3 separate regions of the Mus musculus genome follow, and regions 2 and 3 are each linked to region 1. A link is a contact called in public promoter capture Hi-C data. All regions are on one chromosome and are shown on one strand. Each heading gives the region's core, a stretch centred on a gene start, on an enhancer-like site or on the middle of the called end of the contact. The rest is flanking DNA. Distances are from core to core; before and after follow the strand shown. Region 1 holds the start of Dcaf1 (DDB1 and CUL4 associated factor 1). Region 2 holds the start of Mon1a (MON1 homolog A, secretory traffciking associated). Region 3 holds the start of Nicn1 (nicolin 1).

Region 1 (4,048 bases), core at 126-2,625:
AGCGTGATTACAAGTTATATGCCTGTAGCACTGCTATTCACCCTCTAGAATTTGTATTTCAAGCAGCTGTTACTCCAAGCACATAATTGAGTGAGGAAGGAACGAAGTGCTCAGGTGGGTGGGGGTAGGGTGGTAGTGGATTTAAGCCCTAAGATACTGGCTGCTGCTTTTCTCTTTCTTTCTTTCTTTCTTTCTTTCTTTCTTTCTTTCTTTCTTTCTTTCTTTCTTGCTTGCTTGCTTGCTTGCTTGCTTGCTTGCTTGCTTGCTTGCTTGCTTGCTTGCTTGCTTTTCTTTCTTTTCTTTCTTTGTCTCTTCTTCTTCCCCTTCCTCTTCCTGCTTTTTTTTTTTTTTTTTCCAGAGGGAAATCTCTGTAGCCCTGGCTGTCCTGGAACTCACTCTGTAGACCAGGCTGGTCTTGAACTCAGAGATCCGCCTGCCTCTGTTTCCCAAGTGCTGGGATTAAAGGCATGCGCCACTGCCACTACCACTCTTCTGATACAGGCTTAGTAACAGCCGTAGAATCTGATCATGACAAGAGGTCCACAGTGTCTTATAATTTCCACAAGAACGTATTGGCTGTAATCGCTCTATGGAAACGCACAGAACTCGCTCAGAATGCCAAGAACAATAGTGAGTTGCATGAATCCTGACGTCTGGGTAGGTTTTGTCAAGATTCTGCTCAATTGTGGAGTTATCGTAATCTTCCATGTTATCACACAGAATCGCTGGGTCAAAACCAGATCCTTCCGATGCAGCTTCCCTTTGGTTTGTGAAGTTAGGCAAGTCATTTACTGTGGGTTTCATTTTCCTTAACTCTAAAATTGATAAATTGAATTAGATGGCCTCCGTGATTAGTTGTTTTCACCAAAGGGCTTTCATTTTTCTGCCTCACATATAATACATGGTAACTGATGTTTTTTGATTCCTGTCGAATATGTTTTTAACAGAAAGACAAAGGAAAACCGACGAATTTCTAACGAGTACAGTTGTTTCTGAATACATTTGTGTGAAATGCATTCTTTGACCCTGGCATCCTTCCGAGCCTGATGTGGCAGTGTCCTACTGAGCCCTTAGATGACACAGGGTAGAATTAAGTAAATTCGGGCAGCCCGGGCTTTTAGAAAGATCTATTCCTTCCTTTACTTTTCACTTCCGCCTTAAAGAAAACTACGAATCCCAGAAGTCAATGCGCTGAGGTGGTGCTTAATGGTAGGTCTAGCGCCATCATCCCTCCCCCGCCCTTAAACGCGGAAACTTCATTTCCCAGGAGCGCTTTGATGTCCCTCGGCTCCTCCCCCTTCCCCGCTCCGGAGCCTCGCGCCAACGTTACACACCCGCGCGCGCTGAGTGCGCGCGCGACCAGTACGTAGCCTGCGAGTGACGCATAATATGTGGGCCGCTCAGGAGCCGTGGTCGCGCTGTGTGTGTGTATATGTGTGTGTGTGAGTGAGTGAGGGAGAGTGAGTGCGGGACCAGAGGCAGTGTGTGAGAACCGTGGCCGCTGGAGGGGTCGGGGGGAGAAGCGGCGGAGCCGCTCGCGAAGGTGAGCGGGGTTAGGAAGGGGCCGGCTCTCTGGCAGGGGCACGAGGAGAGCGAGCGCGCGGCCCGCTGGGCGGGAGAGTGGGCGCCGCGCTGGGGGGAGGGGCGGCACCTGCTTCGGCTGCGGGCGGCGAGGGGCTGGGCGAGCCCACCGAGGCGGCTGGGCCCGGGGCCTGACGAGGCTCTCCTTCCGAGCCCGGGCCCGGGCCCGGGGGCGGGGCCTCCGGCTCCTTCCTCCCGTCCTGTAAAGAAGCCTCTTTAGAGTAACTCTTCCGCCGGGGTGTGGAGGGCAGGGGATGCTCGCCTCTACCTAAAGGAGGTGCTCTTTGAATCTCTCTCTTCCACTCCAAGTCTCTGTCCCTCACGGGACGAGGGGCATCTTCTTTCCCATGCCGCCCGGCGGACCCCTTCAGGAACGGTGTCCCCGCCTCCAGCCTCAGTCACCTGGGCGGGCTTTTCCCTCGGTCGGCTCCGTGCCACCTCCCACTTGCACCCTCCCGGCTCTCCGACCGGGGAGGGGGCGGAGCTCGGCGGGAACCCCTCCCACTTGTACAATGCAGTAGCGAGGGGACGGGGAGAGAGGTATGTGGGTGTCCAGACGCCCAGAGTCTGACCTAAGGTTGCCTGCCAGGTTTCCCCAGCGCTTATTCCGAGGGCTTTTAGTTGTTTGTTGGGCTTTCAAGGGCATTTGCCATACTTTGTCTTCTGTTCCTAGAAAGTGTCGGTCCGTTTCCTCTTACTGCTGTGGTTTTAACATTTGATGAGGAAATACTCTTGCGGTGTGTCTAGTAGTAGTTTTTGAGGAACAAATGACTCGTTTTTTGTTTATCTTACGTTGCTCTTTTTTTTTTTTTTTTCCCGGAGCTCATTGTAGTCTAGGCTGGCTTCGAACTAAGATATCCTTTTATCTCTGCCTCTAGTATTGTAATTAAAGGCGTCTGTTACCACTGCCGGGTTTGCTGTTTTTTTTTTTTTTTTTTTTTTAACTTTCAGGCAAAGACTTTTAAGTAGCATGCACGTTTTAACTTATTGTAGCACTATCTTCCTATTGCAAGCTTTTGAAGGCTTTTTTTCTCCTTGGATTTACTGGCATTTACCTTCAAGGCTTTTATAAGCATATGTACATTTCAGTCTGATCTCAAGATTTGTGTTTTTGTTTTTTGAGACAGGGTTTCTCTGTGTAGCCTTGGTTGCCTTGAAACTCAGTTTAGACTAGCCTGGCCTCGAACTCAGATCTGCCTGCTTCTGCTTCCCCGAGCACTGGGATTAAAAGTGTAAACCAGCCGGATGGTGGTGGTGCATGCCTTTAATCCCAGCACTTGGGAGGCAGAGGCAGGCGGATTTCTGAGTTCAAAGCCAGCCTGGTCTACAGAGTGAGTTCCAGGACAGCCAGGGCTACACAGAGAAACCTTGTCTTGAAAAACCAAAAAAAAAAAAAGTGTAAACCAGCACTGCCCCACCTTAAGATTTGTGTTTGTATATAGCAGTTACTCATTAACCATTTCGAACTGGGATTTTTTTGGGTTGTTAAGGTAATTTGAGGAACTTTTTTGAGCATAGTATTTACTGTTAACAGTGTTGTGTATTTGTTATTTTTTTTTTTCTCAGAAATCCACCTGCCTCTGCCTCCCAAGTGCTGGGATTAAAGGGATGGGCCACCACTGCCTAGCATAGCCCCTCAAACTTTTAAGTAGGAAACTAAAAATAAGTGATAATCTTTCAGTTTCAACTGTTAACTGCTTGCTGTATCTTCTTGTGTTAATTTTATGGAATTTGAGCTGGTAGGTACATCACCTCTAAATACTTTGTACACATTCTTATGAGTGAGGAAATTTCATGTGTATAAATTGATATTTTAAACATTTACGAATTCATATTCTGTAATATAGAATTTTCACTAGCTCCCACAACTGTTTCTATTTAATAGAGAAGTTGAGTTTTTTTTCCCCCAAACAATTTGATACTTAGAGAAGTTAAGTAAGAATTCACAGACATTTCAGCAGAGTTGGGATTTGAGTTCTTTTAAATTGTTAATTCTTTTCTGGGATGTGTCATTTGTGTGGTCTTGAAAATCTCTCTAACTCATTTCCTTATCCATAAAAGTCACCTCACAGGGTGGCTGTGAAAATTAAGCATGTAAGTTAGTTAATTACTTAGCTCAATGTCCTGGGCTAGATATCCCAACTTGGTGACCATTGATTGTATCATCATTAGGTGTGTGTCATAACTTTTTGCATGATTCTTATAAAAAAAACATTGTAGTGGTTTATTTAAGCATTCTGGAGGCAGAGACAAGCAGATCTTTTATGTGTTCAAGGCTAGCCTGTTCTATAGAGGCTAGCTAGGGGTACATAGTTAGACTCCTGCCCTCCAAAGAAAGTATGAATTAAATGATGCATACCCACTATATTACTCCAAACAAAATGATACCTTATAAATTTTGTATTAAAGCCTTTTGATGGATGGGTCACACTCATGGTATTTATTTATTTATTTATTAGATATTTTC
Region 2 (4,489 bases), core at 1,627-4,126, 1.1 Mb after region 1:
GCCCTCCTTGCCTTCTGCATACTGCACTTATAGGTGTGCTCTCCAACCCTATCAATTCTGAACTTTATGATGACTTAAGGTGAGATTCGTGGGTGAGGCAGGAAGCCTGAAAATTCAATGCCTGCCCTGGCTACAAGTGAGTTCAAGGGCAGACTGAGTAACCTACTGACAACAGGTCTCCAAAAGAGATGGTTCTCCTTGGCCTGTACTATACAGAGTGATGTTATTGGTATATTTTAAGGTAAACTATTGCAATCTAATGCCCTCTTTTTTTTTTTTTTTTTTTTGCCTTTTTTCTTTTTGAGAAAAGACTTCATTCTACAGCTCTGATTGGCCTGGAACTCCCTTTGTAAAAAGGCTAGCCTGGGACTGACAGACACCCACCTGCTTGTGTACAGAAGGAAAAAAAATCCCACCTATTGCAGTGGTACACCTGTAATCAACACTTTTGGAGGTAGAAACAGGAGGAAAAGGAGTGCAGGCCAACATTGGCTACAGGAAACCTGTCCTCAAACAAACAGATGTAGCTATAGTGGCTTGCTTCTATAGTGCCTAAGCACACACCTTAGAGATGCATGCTCACCAGCTTATCCCAGTAAATAAAGACTCTGTCATGTCTGATGGGGATTTTGTTCTTGGGAGCAAGAATGAGGACTGGGGGAAAGAACTGCTTAATCTGTAGAGTGCTCATGGGTAAAGTGCTTGTTTTTTTGTTTTGTTTTTGTTTTTGTTTTTTTAGGTTTTTCGAGACAGGGTTTCTCTGTGTAGCCCTGGCTGTCCTGGAACTCACTCTGTAGACCAGGCTGGCCTCGAACTCAGAAGTCCGCCTGCCTCTGCCTCCCAAGTGCTAGGATTAAAGGCATGCACCACCACGCCCGGCTAAGTGCTTGTTATACAAGCATGAGCAGTACCTAGGGAGATGCCAAACACAGAGGTGGGAATCTCTAACCTCAGTGTTGGGGCTACAGAGACAGGTGGATCTCTGGAGCTTGCTGGCCAAGGCAGTCTAGTCAACCAGTGAACTCCAGGCTCCATGAGACCTAAAAGTGGGACAATGTCAAGGAAGTTTTAGTTTCCTTCTGCTGCTGTGCTAGAACATTCTGACCAAAGGCAACTGAGGGGAGGAGAGGACTGATTTCAGCTCACAGGCCACAGTTGATCCTTAAGGAAACTCAGCACAGGAACTTTTGAAGCAGAAACCAGGAAGGAACCCATGTTGCTTGCTGGCTCACTCAAGCTGAGTAGCCCAGGACCACCTGCCCAGGGAATAACACTAATTGCAATGAGCTGGGCACTCCTGCATCAATTAACAACTGAAACAATTCCCCACAGACACTGTGTCAAGTTGAGAACTGAAGCTGATTAGAACAACACCCAACGTAAGATGTGCACACACACCCCTGCACATATTCCCATACATATTTGCACATACATGAACACAGAACATACATATGCACACAAAAGAAGACCTCGAACTCAGAAATCTGCCTGCCTCTGCCTCCCAAGTGCTGGGATTAAAGGGGTGAGCCATCACCGCCCTGCTCAAAAATTCTTACTTTAGACTCGTATAGTGAAATAATATGAAATGAAGTATATAGGGAAAACTTGTATAAATTATATTTGCTTCAAGGTAGGAACCTGGAAGCCAGAGCAAGCAAAGAGAGGAAATCCTGAAAGACCTATGGAGACTTGGAGAAGTTCCACTCCCCTTCTCAGTCTCCACTGCAAAGGAACGAACTCCCTCTCACATGGGACGCTTCCCTTACCCAGCATTTAAGGGTCTGGTAACCCTGTGGAAACTATCTCCAGGAAAAGGTCACAGGTTGTCATCATGTCAGTCACACATATGCCAGTATTATGGAGCCAGATTTCAAATTTGCATGGGAGAGAGGGAGGGAGGGAGAGAGAGAGAGAAAGAGAGAGAGAGAGCACACATATGCCAGTATTATGGAGCCAGATTTCAAATTCGCATGGGAGAGAGGGAGGGAGGGAGGGAGAGAGAGAGAGAGAGAGAGAGAGAGAGAGAGAGAGAGAGAGAAGAGAAGAGAGAGAAGAGAGAGATCCCCAACTTCTCCGACCTCCTTAGGGAGCCTGTCAAACTGCAAGGAAAAGTCAGAGGTTTTTGACTTTGTCCTTTATCTCAGAACTATTGGGATGACTAACCATGAAGCTTGAAAAGTAAGCAAATTGCTTCAGATAAAATATAAGTAATACTAGCCATTCCCTAATTTTGCTTCTTCAAACTATTCACCAGAAATAAGGGCTGCTGGGAAAACTTGTTTTCCTGTTTTTATTACTTTGTGTCTAGGAAATTATAAGCAGTGGTTCCTTGCCCTTAGAAATCACCCAGGAGCTTTTTCAAACAACTCCGATGCCTCGTACCTCACATTCATCCCATTAAGTAAAAATCTATAGGATAGTGTCCAGGCATTAATGTTTTTTTAAAAGCTCCCCGGGTCAGTTTATGTGAATTGTTGAGAATTGTGCTTTCTATTGCCTTAAAATAATATACTGTGACCAGACTTAAGGTCTTTTTAAGCAACAATTTTTGAGTCTTTTCAACACGTCCGCGTCTTGTACAGTCTATGTGGTTGTGCTCACTAGTGGCATTTATCCAGCTCCCTAAACTTATCATCTTTCCATGATCGGTGGGGAAATACTGACGTTCGTTCTGGTCCCTTAAAGTAAACATCTAGTGGGTGTTTGGGGGGAAGGGTAGAGGACCCGCCTCTAAGACACGGAAGAAGGCGGTGCCAGGTGAGGCAACCCGGGTCCTAGGTCAGACCCCGCCTCTGGCATCGCCAGGCTCGGGAGCCCGGAACCGCTCCCGCAGCTTTAAGGCTGCGGAGAGTTACGGACTACATTTCCCACAATGCACACAGGGGCGGGCTGGGGCTGGCCAAGAGGCTGGAACCGGGCCTCCGCCACCAGAGGCCGGTGAAAGCTGTCTTCCTGCGCCGGTGGCCGGTTAAGGGTCGGCAGGAGAGATCGGTTCCTCCGCTGTGGCCATGTCTGTATCCTCCAGGGGCGGTAGCCCCGCGAAGTTGCACTCTGAGGCCAGGCACTGCTGGACACTTATATCTCCCCAGGGGTCTGGCAGAGGGCAGTGACTGGTACCCTCGGTAGGTCCTGTGTTTCCCCAAGAAACAGGTGAGTTCGACTGCTAACCCACGTGGCCTGGGGGCGGCGAGAGGCGGGCAAGCTGTCATCTTTAGAGGGAGGGGCTTGAAAACTAGGGGGGGGGGGTGTCCCGGCCATCTACTGCCCCGATAGGGGTACTGCGGCTCTTTGGGGTCCTTTAGCCGGCTGGTCCCAGCTAGGCACTAAGAAAGATGAGGCGAGAACTCATCCTTTGGCCGGGAGAGCAATGTCCCATAGGCAGCAGACACCAACCCCCAATTCGGACATATTCGGCCCACAGAGTTCTCTTTAAAAGGAGGATGGTGGAGCGAGGCAGGCAGGTCTGAAAGGGTGAGCCAACCCTTTCTAGGTAGAGTTTGCTTGGGAACTGTGAGCAGCCTTTGTCAGGAAGGGGAGTGGCCTCTAGAGGTGACAAGGAACTAGGCTCATTGTAGATCCTGGAGGCATCCTGCTGAAGCAGCCACATCACAGTCCCAATTGAGCCCTGACTGTCAGACTTTCTGAGTCGTCCTCCCAAGTGGACCAAAGGGGTCAAGATCAAATTTGAAGCGCTGTTAGAACAGGAAAAAAGATCAAGGTTGTTTGAAGCTAGTAAGGAGGGGCTTTTGCAAGACCCTCCTCTCTCAGGAGCAATCTGAAGGAGGGAGGCGCATTGGAAGGAGGGACAGCATCAGCTTTTTGTTTGTTTGTTTGTTTTTGTTCTTGGTGATTTTGTTCATAGGCTCTGCTAGAGGCTTCTAGGAAAAGTTGCATGCCCTGGGAGCACTTAGAGGAACTGCCTAAAAAGTGTTCCTGTAGAGACCACTGGAGCTGTTCTCAGACACCTCCCTTGCATAACGGCTCAGGACCAGCTTTTCCAGGAGCACTTGCTGCAGAAATCAAAGTCTATTGGAGGTGGGAGGTGGGCTTTATCTGCTCCACTCAGCCTTCTTGCCTGAGTGTGTGGGTATCCAGAAAACGGTTCGCTTCACCAGGCCTTCTGGTTGGAACCCCAGACTGACCTTGGAGAGGATAAAAATGCTATATGATCTCACATAGAAGGAGAACTTTTGTGGAAAAAAAAAAAAAAAAAAGCACCGGCTAGCTCTAGACAGCTGGCCCTGCTCCGTTCCCTGTGCAGGTCCTATGCTGGGGACACTCAGGAACACTGGATTTATTTAACCCTCAGAAGCACAAAAAGTGTCCTGAAGGAGCATGTTGTCAGGACGGCATAGCTGGTGTAGAACTTGTTTGGAGTTTGAAGGCAGAAGTACAAAGCCACAGAGAGGGCATTGTGCAGACCTAGGAGGTAGATAAATTTGGGAGAGATAGCTAGAAGCAGCTGAGAACTGGCAACCTGGCTCTGCAA
Region 3 (4,507 bases), core at 537-3,036, 1.5 Mb after region 1:
TCCAACATTTGGAGGTCAGGGAAGGATCTGGGTGTCCTCCTCTATGCCTGTCTGCCTTATTCCTTTCACAGTCTCTCATTGAACCAGAATCTCCCTATTTGGCTAGGCTGGCTGGCCATTGAGCTCCCAGAATCCTCTTCTCCATCCTGCCAAATGCTAGGGTTACAGACATGCACAGTAGTGCCCAGCTTTCTTTTATTTTTAACAGAGGTTTGGGGGACTCGAACTCAGGTCCTCAAGCTTGCATAGCAAGTGCTCTTACTCACTGGATCATTTCCCAGGAATCCCTCTTCCCACCACACATACACAAAGAGAGGGTGCCTCTGTGTAGTCTTGGCTGTCCTGAAACTTGCTCTGTAGACCAGGCTGACCTCAAAACTCAGAGAGATCTACCTACCTCGGCCTCCTGAGTGCTGGGATTAAAGTGTGTACCACCACTGCTAGGTTTAATTTTAAGCTATGTGTACGCAATGCACAAGGGGCTGTGTAGGGGTATGTACACATAAGTTCAAATTTCCCTAGAGGCCAGAAGAGAGCATTTAAGTTACAGGCATTCATTGGAGCCTGATGGGAGTTTTGGGAACTAAACTTCATTCTCTGGAAAAGTAGCAGGGGCTTTTAACTGCTAAGCCATCTCTCCTGCTGCATGGACTGAAATTCCTGACCATACACCTCAGATTCTTTAATGTTCCCAAATGCCTCAATATAAAATGTAAAAGGAAAACTTGGTAGGTTGGCATGATAACACATACCTTTAATCCCAGAATTATGGAGGCAGATGGATCTCTCTGAATTTGAGGTTTGCTTCATCTACATCTGTAGTGAGATCTTGTCTCAAAAAATAAACAAATCCCAAACCAAGTATTTGCCTCTTCTCCGGTCAATCAATTTATTGACTGTTTTGCTTTTTTTTTTTTTTTTTTTTTTTTTTTTTTTTAGCTAGGGCCTCACATAGCCCAAGCTAACCTGAAACCTACTACATTCATGAGATTAGCCTTGAACCTCTGATCTTACCGATTCTGCTTCTACCTTCCAAGTGCTGGGTTAACTAAAGTGTCACCAATGCCTGGCATTTTATTTCTTAACTAAATTTTACAATTTTGGTGGGATTACAGGAGTGAATCAATACCTTGTGACCCCACTTTGTTTGTTTGTTTGTTTGTTTTTGAGACAGGACTGGCTTGGAACTCTCTTTGTAAATCAGATTGGTTTTAAACTCTCAGTGATTCACCTGCTTCTGACTCTGCCTCCTCAATGTTGGGATTAAAGGCTTGCACCAATATACCTGATCTGGTTTGTAGTTTTAAAAATACCATAGTTCCGAGGTCAGGAAAAGGTGCCATATCCCTTAAGTTGCCATATACCTCGGGTTGTACCCAGATGGATCTTGTGGATGCTATGGAGAAATAATTCCTTTGTGTAACATCCTTGGCTGTCCTGGAACTCTCTGTAGACCAGACTGGCTTCGAACTCGGAGACCTGCCTGCCTTTGCCTCCCAAGTGCCGGGATTGAAAGCGAGTGACACTAAACGCCTGATTGTTTTATACATCTTAACCTAATAAAGTAGCAGAATTTAAGTGAGGGATAAGACAGCCCAAAGCATTCTGGATCCTTTGGATAAAGAACGGCTCGACGGTTGCCCGGAGCAGCCCGGGAGGGACTTACAGACGCGAGGATGATTGGTTGAAGAAGAACTTCCGTTGACATTTCCGACTCTTGACCCGCCCTGATCATCGGTGATTGGCTGAACTGTTACAAACGTTATGTGGCCTGGGAGTTGTAGTTCTTTTGGTTGATAAGGGACGCCAATAAGAGCTAGTGGTTGGATGGAGACTGTGAGCGGTGATTTTGCTTGGTTGTAATCTCCCAAATCATGTCCCGTGTGTTGGTGCCCTGTCATGTGAAAAGCACTGTAGCCCTGCAAGTGGGCGACATGAGGACCTCTCAAGGTCGGCCTGGCGTGCTGGTCGTCGATGTCACTTTTCCCAACATCGCGCCTTTCGAGGTGAGCAACCCCCCATATAAGCGATCAAGGCTTCTGGGCGGGGAATACCTAGTAACTTGGGCGTTTCCTAGGCATTTACACAGCTTCTACAGTGTCTCTTGCTTTTGCGAATTGGGCCTATTCAGAAGCATTTACAGTCTTTATTAATAAGCTTTATTAAATAGACTAGAGTTTCCCGTCCTATCCTCTTCAGCATCTCTTCCCAGTGCCCAGGATATCACTGGAACTACAATTTGAATCTCAGTACAAGTGAGAGGATATTTGATTTCGGCCGTAGCTGCAATCGTCAAACAATGATGCAAACGTACCATTCCAGTGGCCCCTGCCACAGGTCAGGTGCAACCTAGCCTTCATCTAGGTCCTCCTGGTGACTTGTTTCCAATCCCTAGTTGTTCTTCCATTTCAACTGACAGTGACAGGGCGTTGCATGACCTCAACACAGGACAAAGGCTACCTCTAATGGCATAGCATCCTTCCCTTACCCACCCTCTTGGCTCTATGTGCTTTGTATTACAATATGTCATTCTCTCGCAAGATGTTGCTTCCCAACAATCTGGGGAAACCTAGTTAATTGATCCGACCCTGGAAAATCTGAGTCAGTGTGTTTGAGGTGGATCTTTGACATCTATATTTTTATTTACTTATTTAATATTTTTATTTTAAAAAAGCTTTATTTTAAATCTATGAGTGTTGTTTTTGCATGTCTGCATATATACCTTGTGCATGGCTGGTACTAGTAGAGGCCAGAAAAAGGTTCTGAATCCTCTGGAACTGGAGTTATGAACAGCTGTGAGGTGCCGTGTAGGTGCTGGGAACCAAACCTGGTCCTCTGCAAGAGCACCAAGTACTCTTCATTGCTGAGCCATCTCTCTAGTCCTGATATCTGTGCTTTTGTGTGTTTTGTTTTGTTTTGTTTAAGTTCCATAGGTGATGCTGGTGTGCATCGAGATGGAAACTACTGCTATGGCAGTTGGTACTCTAGGCTCCCCAAACCCCTCCAGTGCAGGATCCTACTATTCTTCTTTTTTGCTGTTGCTTTTTGTTTTTCGAGACAGGGTTTCTCTGTGTAGCCCTGGCTGTCCTGGAACTCACTCTGTAGACCAGGCTGGCCTCAAACTCAGAAATCTGCCTGCCTTTGCCTCCCAAGTGCTGGGATTAAAGGCGTGGGCCACCACTGCCCGGCCCTACTATTATTCTTTTTTTTTTTTTTAAAGATTTATTTATTGTTATATGTAAGTACATGGTAGCTGTCTTCAGACACACCAGAAGAGGGCGTCAGATCTCATTACAGATGGTTGTGAGCCACCATGTGGTTGCTGGGATTTGAACTCAGGACCTTCAGAAGAGCAGTTAGTGCTCTTAACAGCTGAGCCATCTCTCCAGCCCTCTTTTGTTGTTGTTGTTGTTGTTTGTTTGTTTGTTTTACGAGACAGGGTTTCTCTGTGTAGCCCTGGCTGTCCTGGAACTCACTCTGTAGACCAGACTGACCTCGAACTCAGAGATCTGCCTGCCTCTGCCTCCTGAGTACTGGGATTAAAGGTGTGCGCCACCACGCCCAGTTCCTACAATTATTCTTATTCTGGTCTAAATCTGCTAATTCTGAGAGAGAGATGGAGAGAACTTCTGCTAGTACCAGGCTAAAGGACATACTCAGGTTCTCTCACTCTGGTACTTTTTAAAATTTGCTACTTTTGGGAGGGGTGGGGATCTCAAAAATCCCAGAGTGGCCAAGAATAGGGGAAGCTTATCATGAACTTCTGATCCTCCTGCCTCTACCCCTCAAGCACTGGATTACAGGTATACATCACAGGTGTACATCACAGGTGTACATCACAGGTGTACATCACAGGTGTACATCACAGGTGTACATCACAGGTGTACATCACAGGTGTACATCACAGGTGTACATCACAGGTGTACATCACAGGTGTACATCACAGGTGTACATCACAGGTGTACATCACAGGTGTACATCACAGGTGTACATCACAGGTGTACATCACAGGTGTACATCACAGGTGTACATCACAGGTGTACATCACAGGTGTACATCACAGGTGTACATCACAGGTGTACATCACAGGTATACATCACAGGTATACATCACAGGTATACATCACAGGCCTGGTTTATGTATTACTGGGCATCTAGCGTAGAACTGCAAACATGCTAACCAAGGCAAGCACTGCACCAGCTGAGCCACATCCTCAGCCCAATACATTACCTTACCTATCTTCGTTGGTCCACTTAGCAAGCTCATCCAGGTTTCACATGTCCATTTTCTGCTTTCTTCGGGGTTAAGGTTCTGACCTCCGATGCCATCTCAGATATGTTGGGATGGTTTGTTTGAATGACTTACAGATCTGTGAGCACTTTTAGGAAAGCAAAATTGCATTTGGGCCACAGTAATTGTTGAATTGTCTAGCAAAAGTGTGCATTCTAGCCGGGCGGTGGTGGCGCACGCCTTTAATCCCAGCACAGGGATCCCACTTCCACGGAGG

Evidence for each region. Promoter capture Hi-C pulls out the DNA fragments that hold promoters and counts their contacts.
Region 2: a promoter capture Hi-C map of pre-B cells shows a contact between it and region 1, with 4 times the contacts expected there. The contact joins the promoter of Mon1a here to the promoter of Dcaf1 in region 1. A contact is called at or near these places in 2 of 39 promoter capture datasets (the C10 cell line and pre-B cells).
Region 3: a promoter capture Hi-C map of neural stem cells shows a contact between it and region 1. The contact joins the promoter of Nicn1 here to the promoter of Dcaf1 in region 1. A contact is called at or near these places in 3 of 39 promoter capture datasets (cranial neural crest, neural stem cells and pre-B cells) and 1 of 9 other capture datasets (liver).

Annotation. Positions count from the first base shown.
Region 1 is chr9:106,820,549-106,824,596 of GRCm38.p6, forward strand. Dcaf1 (DDB1 and CUL4 associated factor 1) reads left to right here and starts at 1,376. Exons shown (of 24, transcript NM_001373930.1): 1 at 1,376-1,543.
Region 2 is chr9:107,885,253-107,889,741 of GRCm38.p6, forward strand. Mon1a (MON1 homolog A, secretory traffciking associated) reads left to right here and starts at 2,877. Exons shown (of 6, transcript NM_028369.3): 1 at 2,877-3,150.
Region 3 is chr9:108,288,657-108,293,163 of GRCm38.p6, forward strand. It overlaps Nicn1 (nicolin 1), which reads left to right and starts at 1,787. Exons shown (of 6, transcript NM_025449.4): 1 at 1,787-2,006. The coding sequence starts at 1,875.